Linked DNA regions of Triticum aestivum: region 2 is linked to region 1. The links are chromatin contacts, called in public Hi-C maps. All regions are on one chromosome and are shown on one strand. Each heading gives the region's core, a stretch centred on a gene start, on an enhancer-like site or on the middle of the called end of the contact. The rest is flanking DNA. Distances are from core to core; before and after follow the strand shown.

The links. A called contact is a pair of places that touch in the nucleus more often than the background predicts.
Region 2: a Hi-C map of leaf shows a contact between it and region 1, with 2.9 times the contacts expected there. The contact joins the promoter of LOC123051743 here to the promoter of LOC123051742 in region 1. A contact is called at or near these places in 2 of 5 Hi-C or Micro-C datasets (both in leaf) and 1 of 1 datasets of contacts at active chromatin or transcription factors (leaf).

The regions. Positions count from the first base shown.
Region 1 is chr2D:79,772,989-79,778,617 of IWGSC CS RefSeq v2.1, reverse strand. LOC123051742 (phosphatidylinositol 4-phosphate 5-kinase 6) reads left to right here and starts at 2,264. Exons shown (of 8, transcript XM_044474709.1): 1 at 2,264-3,780; 2 at 4,154-4,318; 3 at 4,427-4,592; 4 at 4,702-4,818; 5 at 4,959-5,152; 6 at 5,262-5,368; 7 at 5,461-5,545. The coding sequence starts at 2,552.
Region 2 is chr2D:80,471,697-80,477,325 of IWGSC CS RefSeq v2.1, reverse strand. LOC123051743 (ankyrin repeat domain-containing protein 2A) reads left to right here and starts at 3,358. Exons shown (of 6, transcript XM_044474712.1): 1 at 3,358-3,597; 2 at 3,707-3,794; 3 at 4,305-4,369. The coding sequence starts at 3,532.

The sequences.
Region 1 (5,629 bases), core at 1,015-3,514:
TCGGGTTTCGAGGAGGCCGCGGGGTGGAGTGGGGCAGTGTGGACGACGACCGGTTCATGGCTTCCTCATTTAAGAAGGACCGCGACCGTTCGCCCGGGCGGATGACAGGCGGGGCCGGCCGCCCGTGCGCATTGATATTGGGTGGTGGGAGGTAGGTGGCCGCCAGCCACGCGGTCGCGACGCAGACGAGTGACGTGTCCGTTTGGTGTCCGCCGCGACCCAAAACCAGCGCATATTTACGCTTGAAATGGGTCGACCCGGACACAAGACGGACCAGATGGGTCCGGGCCGTCGCGCGCTGGGCCGCCACGTTTGTTCCTTTTACCCCAAACGGACGGGATGGGGTCGCGCGGTGGAGTTGGCTCTAGACATTGGCCGGCCAAGAGGAACCAATGGTGGTGTCGCGTTGCTATGAGTGTTGGAGAAAATAAGAACAGCTAGCTGTGTGGGCAGGGGTCACCTAATCGCAGGCAAGGACGCGGCTTTAAGAAATGGATCAAGACAAGATCGGCGGATCGCTTGCTTGCACGCACGACGCCATGGTTATGTGATCTTTTATTCCCGGGGCGGGGCGGTGCGGTGCAGTGCAGGACATGAGAAACTACAAGGTAAACGCCATTGTTTGTTAGGTCTGCGGATGCACTTTTGGTGCCTCGACGATACTGTCAGTATCAGATTTTCTTCAGAAAAATCAGGTTGGAACGGTAGAAGGCCATGGCAAATGCCATCTACTACCGAGATGAAGAAGATATTAGGTCGTTTTCGTCTTCTAGCTTTCTTGGGAAGGTGGATTGGATCAATCCGTGAACTGGCCATGTTTTAGGGTTTTTGTTGATGCTTTGTGCAACCAGATCCACAGGCCGCTTCACTCACCGATGAGCCATTGATCTCCGACGTACGAGCGGTACTCTCAGGATTTGGGTTGGCATCCTATGCGATGATCCTAAAGTCAGCTCCATCTTAAAACACATCTCCATCTTTAAATACCGAAGCAGGAGTACATGAGTACAAATACAACATGCGTCGCATGACAGTGGAACAACCACCGGCAGGATCAGGGGCAGGACCAGCTCTGCCGCTCTCAACTCAGGAGAAGATGGCCTGCATGTCTATCCAGTAGCAGTATCTCCTGCTGATCCGCTTTATCAGATCCTGTCACCTCTCTTTTTTAGTCTTTTTCTCCGAAACCGAGCTTCACACAAAGTGCTCGATCTTAAGCAAGATTGGGCTATTTTTTAGGCAGCAAGACTGGGGTATGTGGTTTCAACCAAGATTAGAGACCAGGCGTTATTGGCTGAGCGCTGTTTGATTAATTAATAATGGCATCACCGACCGATGAACCAACTGGTTAGACCTAACAGTCAAGGGATTAGGACCATACACGCTGCTAGCATCAGCTGTTAGGAGTACGGCTGCAGATTGCCGGATGAGGCATTGACAAGGGAGGTTACGACTCCTAATCCTAAATATACTATAATTAGCAGCAGCAGCTGAATGCACCAGCTATTCAGCTAGGCTGGTCCTGCAGGTATGCTAGGTACAGAGACAAGGCACCATGCCATGCACCACCACACACACACCACAAATGGAGGCTGCAAAGAGGTTGAATTGTCAAGTAAACTGATATTCTCTTTTTTTTTAGAAAATTGATTAATCTCTGTAAAACTGATTCGTGTTGCACTGTTGTGCGTCCACGTCGTCATCGGAATACGTCGTCGGTTTCCTGCTGCTGATGGATATGGCTTCCTCCTGTGCAGTGGAAACCTAGGAGAAAGAAAGAAAGACCAGGACAGGAGGCTCATGGGCAGACAAGCCCCTAAATTAAGCCACGGACTGATTGATTAGTTGGCTAGTGGTACTACTACCACCCTTGTGCTAACCTGAAGCTTAGCTTAGCTTATTAGGGACAGCACTAGAACCCACGCATTAACCTAGCTACACAGGCCAGAGGAACAAGACAAGCACCCGCACTAACCACCACAATAACCACCAACAAGACGACCCTGCTAGTAAACGCAAGAATCAACCAAGTCTCCTTGCTAAACTTTTTTGTCTTTGTTTTTAAGTCCGGTTGCTAAACTTATTCTGTAAAATTTGTTCAATTTTGACAAAAAAATGAAAAAGACAAAACTAGAACCAGTTTAGGATGGACGGAGGCCATCACGGGGGCCATGGGACGGATGGGAGGAGTACCAAGTTTCATCAAAAAGAGGCAGATAAAACAGAGGAAAACAAAGCGGAAAGACAGACACCCCTTCCACCTCCCCTCCCCTGTCTTCTTCCACCCCCCACCTCCGTCTCCTCGCCCCCCCTCCCAAAGCGCATTTCTTTCTTTCCCTCGCCCCTCTCGCTCTCGCTTGCGTGTCTCCATTAACTCCTCGCCATTACCCGCCTCACGCCCCCCAGCAATGCCGCCGTGGAGCGTGCGCGCGCGCGGCCTTCACCGGTGCTAGCTAGATCCACCGCCAAGTTCGGAGAGGGAGCTCGAGCGGCGGCGGCGGGACGAGGAGAAAGAAGAGACGGGTGTGGCCAGGAGAGGCGGGCGCGCCCAATGCACGAGCACACCCTGGCCAGGGCGTGGGAGGCGACGGTGCGCAAGGTGCAGCAGCATCCGCAGCCCGGGGGCAGGCGCCGGGTCGCCCCCATGCTGCCCGCCGACGACTCCGAGACGGCCTCCTCCTCGGCCTCCTCCTCCGCGGGCGTCGACGATGCCGACCCCCACCGCCACAGCAGCCAGGAGGAGTACGTCGAGCGCGGCCTCCCCAACGGGGACTTCTACACGGGCCAGTGGCGCGCCGGCGCGCCGGACGGCGCCGGGAAATACCTGTGGACGGACGGGTGCATGTACGAGGGGGAGTGGCGGCACGGCAAGGCCACGGGCCGGGGCAAGTTCTCCTGGCCCTCCGGCGCCACCTACGAGGGCGAGTTCAAGGACGGCTTCATGGACGGCGACGGCACCTACACCGGCGCCGCCGGGGACACCTACAAGGGCGCCTGGTCCATGAACCTCAAGCACGGCGACGGCAGGAAGAGCTACGCCAACGGCGACCAGTACGACGGCGAGTGGCGCTCCGGCCTGCAGGACGGCGCCGGCCGCTACATCTGGCGCAACGGGACCGAGTACACGGGGGAGTGGCGGGCCGGCCTCATCCACGGCCGCGGCGAGCTCGCCTGGGCCAACGGCAACCGCTACGACGGCGGCTGGGAGGACGGCTGCCCGCGCGGCCAGGGCACCTTCCGATGGGCCGACGGCAGCGTCTACGTCGGCTTCTGGACGCGAGACGGCCCCGGCGGCATTGTCCAGCAGAAGGGCGTCTACTACCCGTCCCCGGCGGCGTCCTCCCCGACGGCGCGCGACCCCCGCGACGTCTTCGCGAGGGAATTGCCGGGCTTCATGGCCGCCGCCGGCGCCCCCGAGTCCACGCCGCTGCAGAGGCCGCTCAACAGCTCGGGCAACCGGACGGCCAATGGGCGGGCGAGCTCGGTGTCCGGGATGAGCAATTGCTCCGGCGGCGACCGGAAGTACGACAAGATTTGCATCTGGGAGTCGGACGGCGATATCACCTGCGACATTGTGGACGGGGCCGCCCTGGTGGACGACGCGCGGAGGAGCGTGAGGACGGAGGACGGCGCGGAGGGCGGGGAGCTTCTGCCGCCGCCGTCCCCGGCGCCGCGCATCGCCAAGTGGGTGTCCCCGCGGCAGGCGAAGCAGCAGGGGGAGACCATCGTCAAGGGGCACAAGCACTACGAGCTCATGCTCAACTTGCAGCTCGGCATCAGGTGTGTTGCTCTGCCCATCTCCCTCCATTAGCGACTCTGAACTATGCAGATTTTGGAACTTTGGCCGTGGAATTCGATCAACCGGAGAAATTTGCATTTGCTTTCAGCACCTTTGCCGATTTATTTACCAGTCTGAATTAGGGGATGCAGTATTACCCTGTCAGTGGTGAATTAGTAAAGGGTTTGCTTCGAATCATGCAATCGTTAGGAAATGAGAAGAATTGTGGGTTTGGCCAATCCGGTTTCGATACATGGCAAAGGCTTGTACCTTGTGGATTCTCAATCAACATGACAGCCATTAGTCATTTTTTAATCCATGATGATAGTTAAGTTTATCTTTATCTCTGCCCTAACAATGATGTGTTGGCCACAGGCATTCAGTTGGGAAGCAAGGTCCGGTTACGCTTGAGCTGAAACCATCGGCATTCGATCCCAAGGAAAAAGTGTGGACAAAGTTCCCTCAGGAAGGCTCGAAACACACTCCGCGGCACAATTCTTGCGACTTCAGATGGAAGGATTACTGCCCACAGGTGTTCCGGTTGGTCATCACTCACCACTCCCCATTTCAAAGCTATATATATGATGTATCTTCCTTCTGGTGTCACTATGCTGATCAACATGCCATTTGTTCTGAATTGAATCGCAGGACATTGCGCAAGTTGTTCAAGGTCGATGCTGCTGATTACATGTTATCCCTCTGTGGAAGCGAGGCTCTCCGGGAGCTCTCGTCTCCGGGTAAGAGTGGAAGCTTCTTCTACCTAACAAACGATGACCGGTACATGATAAAGACAATGAAGAAATCAGAAGTGAAGGTTTGTTCTTTGTGGTTCCCTCTTGTCTCTAGGCTTTCTAATTAAGCTTCATCATAAATAATTCCAGAAGCTTTATGCTGAACGCAAGAAATGCTTGTTAACATTACAGATGCTTTTGAAGATGCTTCCAGCTTACTACAATCATGTCCGTGCGTTTGAGGATACTCTAGTGACTAAATTTTTTGGTCTACATTGTGTCAAGTTAGCTGGTGCAAATCAGAAGAAGGTTAGTGATGAATGCAACTTTATATTTCTTCTCCATACTTGGCACCATCTGTTTTGTATGATTTTGATTTGTATTCTTTATCATTATGTCCAATGTTCAAAACTTGCACCCTAACTGTTTGCTGTCGCACTACTACCCAGGTTCGCTTTGTCATAATGGGGAATCTATTCTGCTCTCATAATTCTATCCATAGGCGGTTTGATCTGAAAGGCTCGTCTCTTGGCCGCACAACTGACAAGCCACAAACTGAAATTGACCAGTATACAACTCTGAAAGACCTTGATCTAAACTTCATATTTAGATTAAAGAAGCAATGGTTTAAAGAGTTCCAAAGGTGCAACCATTTTCTTTTCATATTCTAGTTTGTGTTTTAGTTTATTACTAGTACCAATTTGTGCATTTAGTCCATAATGTTAATAAAGAACTTAATTGTATCCAAGCAGGCAAGTGGACAGGGATTGTGATTTCCTTGAGCAAGAGAAGATTATGGATTACAGTCTCCTGGTGGGGGTACATTTTAGGCATAATGGAGAGAAGCTTCTGACTGAAGGTTGGTTGGATAACTCGTAACACATTTGCAAACTTATCAAAGAACAATCAGTTGGTTGTTTATACCTTACAATGTGCACTGTTTGATTGAAGGTTGCATGGACAATGATACCAACACAGTATCAACACTTCGGCTTTCAAGAGGATACACGGATCAATTTCTTGCTGATCCAAATGGGTAAGCTAGATATTTTACCACCCTTATCTGTTATACCATGTACTTATGTTGTACTGGAATGCAATTTTGATCCTTGTATAGTAA
Region 2 (5,629 bases), core at 2,109-4,608, 700 kb before region 1:
CTCAACCTCTACTATACAAAGACTAGGAGGTGGGCCAGGATATACAATATACATGCAAAACCAGATATTCAACATGTATAAAATAAAGAAAAGCACGTGAAGCTTTCTCAGAACCGATAGAAGGTTCAACAAGCCGGTCTTGAAAGCTCCCGAAACCACTCACTGACGCACTTATTACTTTATTTATTGTTTCCTCTAAGGCCCTTCCCAGTGCTCCAAGGTGTACCGGTGCTAAGAGTGCCACATAGGCAAAAAAGTGATGTGGCCGAGCAATTAAGAGGGGAGAGAGCATTATGGTGACCCCAGGAGGAAACGATTCTAAGCGCGTGGACCTATGCAAAATGACTATCAACCAATGCATGAAGGTGTTTTGGTGTTAAAACATTAAATGAGGGAGGTTTAGCTACAAAAGTTAAGCACCAATGCATTGGGGAGAGTAGTTGCTAAGCTTTTTAATGCATTTAGCACCCTACCTTAGCACCAAAGCATTGGAAGAGGCCTAAGGTGAGATAGACGGATGTTTCACAATAAGCAAGGTATAGTTTTCCGTCAAGGAAACGAGATCTCCTAATTGGCACTTATAGCGCAGCAAGGTTAATAATACATCCATCAATCGACTATAGGAAGTTGCCACATTATTTGTAACTAACCTAGTCACGTATAGTAGTAGTAAATTATAAATATGTATTATTTTAATAATCACCGGCCCATCTTACAACCTTATAAAGTGTCTTGGAGCTTGTGCTATAGATGGCTCTTATGGCCTTCTCGGAAGTCCTCCAATTGCTCAAAACTCCACAAATCCAGCTTCTTTTCGTGGCTTCTCGCTCCATGCAGCATTTCCTTTCGTTCAGGAGTTAAATCAGCTTCTACATCGTCATCTTGGGCTAGCAGCAATTGTTGGGTTGTCTACGATCATACTGGGCCGGTTGGAACGAGCCTAGATGGCTGCCGAGGGGAGACGTGGTACATGTTCGTAGCGACAGTTGGCTCTCGAGGGGATGAATCGTTTTCTTTTGCGTTGCTGGATGAAACGTTTTGTTTGGCGGTGGCACTTTGGCTGTAATATGGGTGAACCCTGATTCTCTTTTTTGTGAAGCTGGCCCGACCTCGCTCTTGATTTTTGCACTAGGATCCATCGTAACTTCCTGAAGCTAGCTTTTGGCAGCTATTCCGTTCGGCTCAGCTCCGCACGAGAAGTTTGTGAAGCGTGGAGTGGGAGGACTTTAGAACACACCCTTAACCTACAACTCACTTCCCTTCTCTCTCATTTTTTGGAGGGGTTCCTTCTCTCTCATCTTCTCAAAACAAAGGTATATGGTATTTAAACTCTTATAGACTGCCTAAGATATTGTACTTGTTGTTAGGCTTGTGGTGCTCACTTGTGTGCTATATGGGCGACGGCCCATGAGCGCATTTGACCACACATTTTAGGGCATTGCCATTGACAATTGACCGTGAAAGGTGAAAAAACAAACAGATGAACTTGAAAAGAGTACATATCGTTTTAAAATAATTATAAATTTGAAAAAATCACGAAAAATGTTCTTAAGAAAAAATTTCAGAAAATTGAAAAAGATTTTGCAATTGGAAAAAAGTCACGAATCTAGAAAAAGTTTGCGAATTTGAGAAAAGTTCATGCATTTGAAAAAAGAAAAATGGGAAACAAAAAATATGAAAAATAAAAAGGAAAAATTAGGCCAAAAATCTAGAAAGTTTATTTTTAGTATTTTACACTAAATTCTTTTGTTTTCGATGTTCAATCAAACCATCTTTTTTAAAGATGGAATCTTCCTCTGGGCTCTCATATTCGTCGTGTGAGTCTTCCTCTAAAGTCCCATATTTTGCCTCTGCACTTTCACCGGGCTCTTCCGAGTCTTCCTCTAGAGTTTCATATTCGTCCTCTTGGGTCCTATATTTGCTCTTTGGGCTCCCATATTCCTTTTCTGAGTCTTTCTCTAAAGTTTGTCTCCAAAAAAAGAGTCTTTCTCTAAAGCCCTATATTTGTTCTTTGGGTTCCCATATTCATCTTTTAGGGTTTCATATTCATACTCGTCCTAAAAAAGAAACGAATAAACTGATGGAAAACCCTATCTGTCGCTCTCTGCGGCGAACTGTCGGGCAATCGCACAGAGCAGCGACGCGAGCGACCTACATGGGCCAGCCCACTTCCATATATACACAGTGCATCCAATCGGTCTTGGGAACCTTCCCCATGAACCGTTTTTTTTCTTGTGTTGTTTCTTTTTTGGTTCTTTTGGTTTTCTATTGTTTTTTCTTTTCCTTATTTTCATTTCTCTTTCTCTTTTTTTCGGTTTCTTTTTCTTTTTTCAAGTTTATTTTTCTTTTTATTAACGTGTTCAGAAATTTAAAATTTAAGCATTTTTCAAAAATTTGTTCAAATTTCCAAAAATGTTCCTGTTTTCAAATTTTGTTCCAAAATTCCAAAAATATAGAGAATTCAAAAAATACTAGAATTTCGAAACTTGTTCACATTTTCAAATTTTGTTCATAAATTCAAAATTTATTCAGAAATTTCAAAAATTGTTTTCCAAATTTTGTTCGTGTTTTCAAAAATTGATCATTTTTCAAAATTGTTCGGAATGTTAATTTTTGTTCTGGAAATTTGTTCGGAACCTTAATTTTTGTTCTTATTTTTCCAAAATTTGTTCATCATGTTCGTGTTTTCAAAAGTTTGGAGTTAAAAAATTGTCCATGTTAATTTTTGTTCTCCTTTTTTCTTTAAATTTTTTCATATTTGAGAATGTGTTCCAATTTTTTAAATTTTGTTCATCTTTGCGAAAAAGTTATCATTTTTTTAAAAATTGTTCACAGATTCAAAAGATGCTTGCGTATAATAAAATCTTTGCGGAGTTCAAAAAATGTTAGTGTTTCCAAATTTCGTTTGGAATTTTGAAAAATGTTTTAAAAAATTGTTCACATATTATAAATATATTTGGGATTTCAATTTTGTTTTTCTTTGAAAAATGCGGAATAAAAATGGTTTGGAATTCCAAAACTTATTTTGATTTTTGAAACAATATTCGGCATTAAATTTTATTTCCAAAACTTTCAAGAAACGTTCGTAAATGTGTAAAGATTATTTTAAATGTGGTGCTGAGATGAGCTTAGACAAATCTCGTTTCCAGTAAAACAGCAGTAGCCTAGGACGCGTAAGTCGTGTGTACGATTCATGGCAGCCCATTCGCGGGTCCTCTGTGCGCGTCTGCGTGCCGTTGGACGCAAAGAGCGTCCAATAGGAGCTCCCTAAACTGACGGAAGGCTCTTCACAGGAACGTAGGAGTAGGCCGAGCAAGGGAAACGGCCTGCTGGTGACTATAGCTGACAAATAAAGCCCATAAGCCGAGAAGAAGCCCACACACGCCAACTTGGACTGAGGGGCTGCCAGGGCAAACCCGCCGCCGCCGCCGTACGCAGGGAAACCGCAGCAGCATCAAGGGCAGCCGGCGGCACCGCGACTCCAGCCTCCCTTTTCCTCCCAGCTGACCTAGCTTTCTCGCGTGCTCAGCGATGGGCGTCGAATCGGCGCAGCCAACCCCCGCCGCCACCGCCGAGCAGGCCCAGGATCTCATCGACGTAAGCCCCAAACCTCCCCTACTTCCCTTGCTCGTATGCTCTGTTTTTTCGCATCGGGGTGGACTGTTACTGACGGGAGCGGTGGGCTTTGATTGTGCTGCTCTGCCAGGCCGCGAGGTACGACGAGCTGGAAGACGTCGTCGCCCTCTTCTCCGCCGGTGTCCCCCTCGACTCCGCAGATTCGCAAGGCCGAACGGGTTGGTTTGGTTCCCCCTGTTCAAGTTCGACTGTCTGCGTTGCTCTTAGTTTTCTGTTCAGATACTTTTCTTATGTTATTATATGTCTGTGTGGTGTATGAAGCTGCCATGTATACATATTAGGCTGTCTGCCATACGAAGTTCTGAGCACATCAATACACTATCTGGGTTGATTATAAAGTTATGATGTCTCTGGCTTGAATTAGAGTAGATCAACAGAAGCCCAATGTATAATGAATAGATTGTCTTTTAATTTCTCTTGCAAGTTTCTTAAAAATGGAGTACCAGGATATCTTTTCCATGTTGTTCTTCTTATTAAGCCACCAAGTGCAAGCTACATATCGTAATTTAACTATATAAACTCTCTGAAAACCGACATCTTTCAGATTCATTTGAAATTCAGTGACAAACTTGATAATTCAACCAAACATTCTTGTAGACTGCTTTCGTTTTAGATTGATCTCCTAGACTAAATAGTGAGGTACCTAACCATTTCCTCATCACTGTCAGCTCTTCATATGGCTTCTGCCAATGGGCATCTTGCTGTGGTGGAGTACTTGATTCAGAATGGAGCGGTAAGAAGGCTGCTGTTCTTTTATGTCTGTTTACATTATTGAGTTGCAGAGTAGAGTTCACCGTAGATTGTATTCACAGCTCAGTGTTAAATATATACACGCCGAAGCACATAACGGCAGCTAGGTTGTTACCAACAGAATCTGCTATACAGACGGGAGCATGGGCTTTGTGCGTGACACCGGAAACGGTCACTCGCGTGGAGCTGTAGACGTGGCAGCCGACTCCCCCCCCCCCCCCCAGGCCGCAGTCAAAACGGGATTTGCGAGGATGTAAGTCATTGAAGACGATCCTCGGTAAGCCTTTGGTGAAGATACGTGTGGACCTTGGCATCGCCAATGCTACATGTTCGCGAACGAAGTGCAGGTCGACCTTCACATGATTAGTGGTGTTGAACCGGGCCGCTGGAGAGGTACATTGTTGCAGAGCACAACGGTGGCTCGATGGAGCTCAATGAGACGCTAATGGAGCCAACAAGACTTGGCGACGACATTTGCCATGACGCGGTATTCTGCTTCTACGCTAGAACGAGACACAATGGATCGGTGACAAGCTTGCCGTCGGTGGTGGAGAGTTTGGCGCGGGCGTCGAGGGGGTGGAGATGGGTCGACGGTTGAGCATGCCGGCACGGTCCAATATCTCAAGCGCATTCTAATGATGCGAGAAAAATAGACCGGCATAGAAGCGTTGGAGTTCACGCCGAGGAAGTGGTGTAGGTCGTTGAGGTCAGTCATGGTGAACTCAGGATGGAGCGAGCCGCTGACAAAGCGCAGTAGGCTAGAGGAGCTCGCCATTAGGATTATGCCATCCATGTATAGCAGCGCATAGGCAGTGGACGAGTCGTGATGGAGGATGAAGAGTGAGCTGTCGCTCCTGGAGGCGGTGAAGCCGAGCGTGAGGCGATGTATGGTGAAGCGAGCAAACCAAGCCTGAGGCGCCTGCTTGATGCCGTAGAGGGAGCACTAGGGTTTGCATACGGGCGGTTCGTTTCGATGAAGCTGGTGAGTTGGGCGCTATAAACGATCTCATTGAGAACCCCATGAAGAAACGCATTCTTCACGTCGAGTTGATGGATCGGCCATGAGCCGGTGACTACGAGGCTGAGGGCGAACGGAATCGTGGGCGGCTTACAGATGGGGCCGAAGGTCTCGGAGTAGTCCACGCCCTTGTGTTGCGTGAAGCCTCGAAGAACCCAATGTGCTTTTTGACAAGCAAGAGAGCTGCCGGAGTTGAACTTGTGCCTGTAAATCCACTTGCCACTT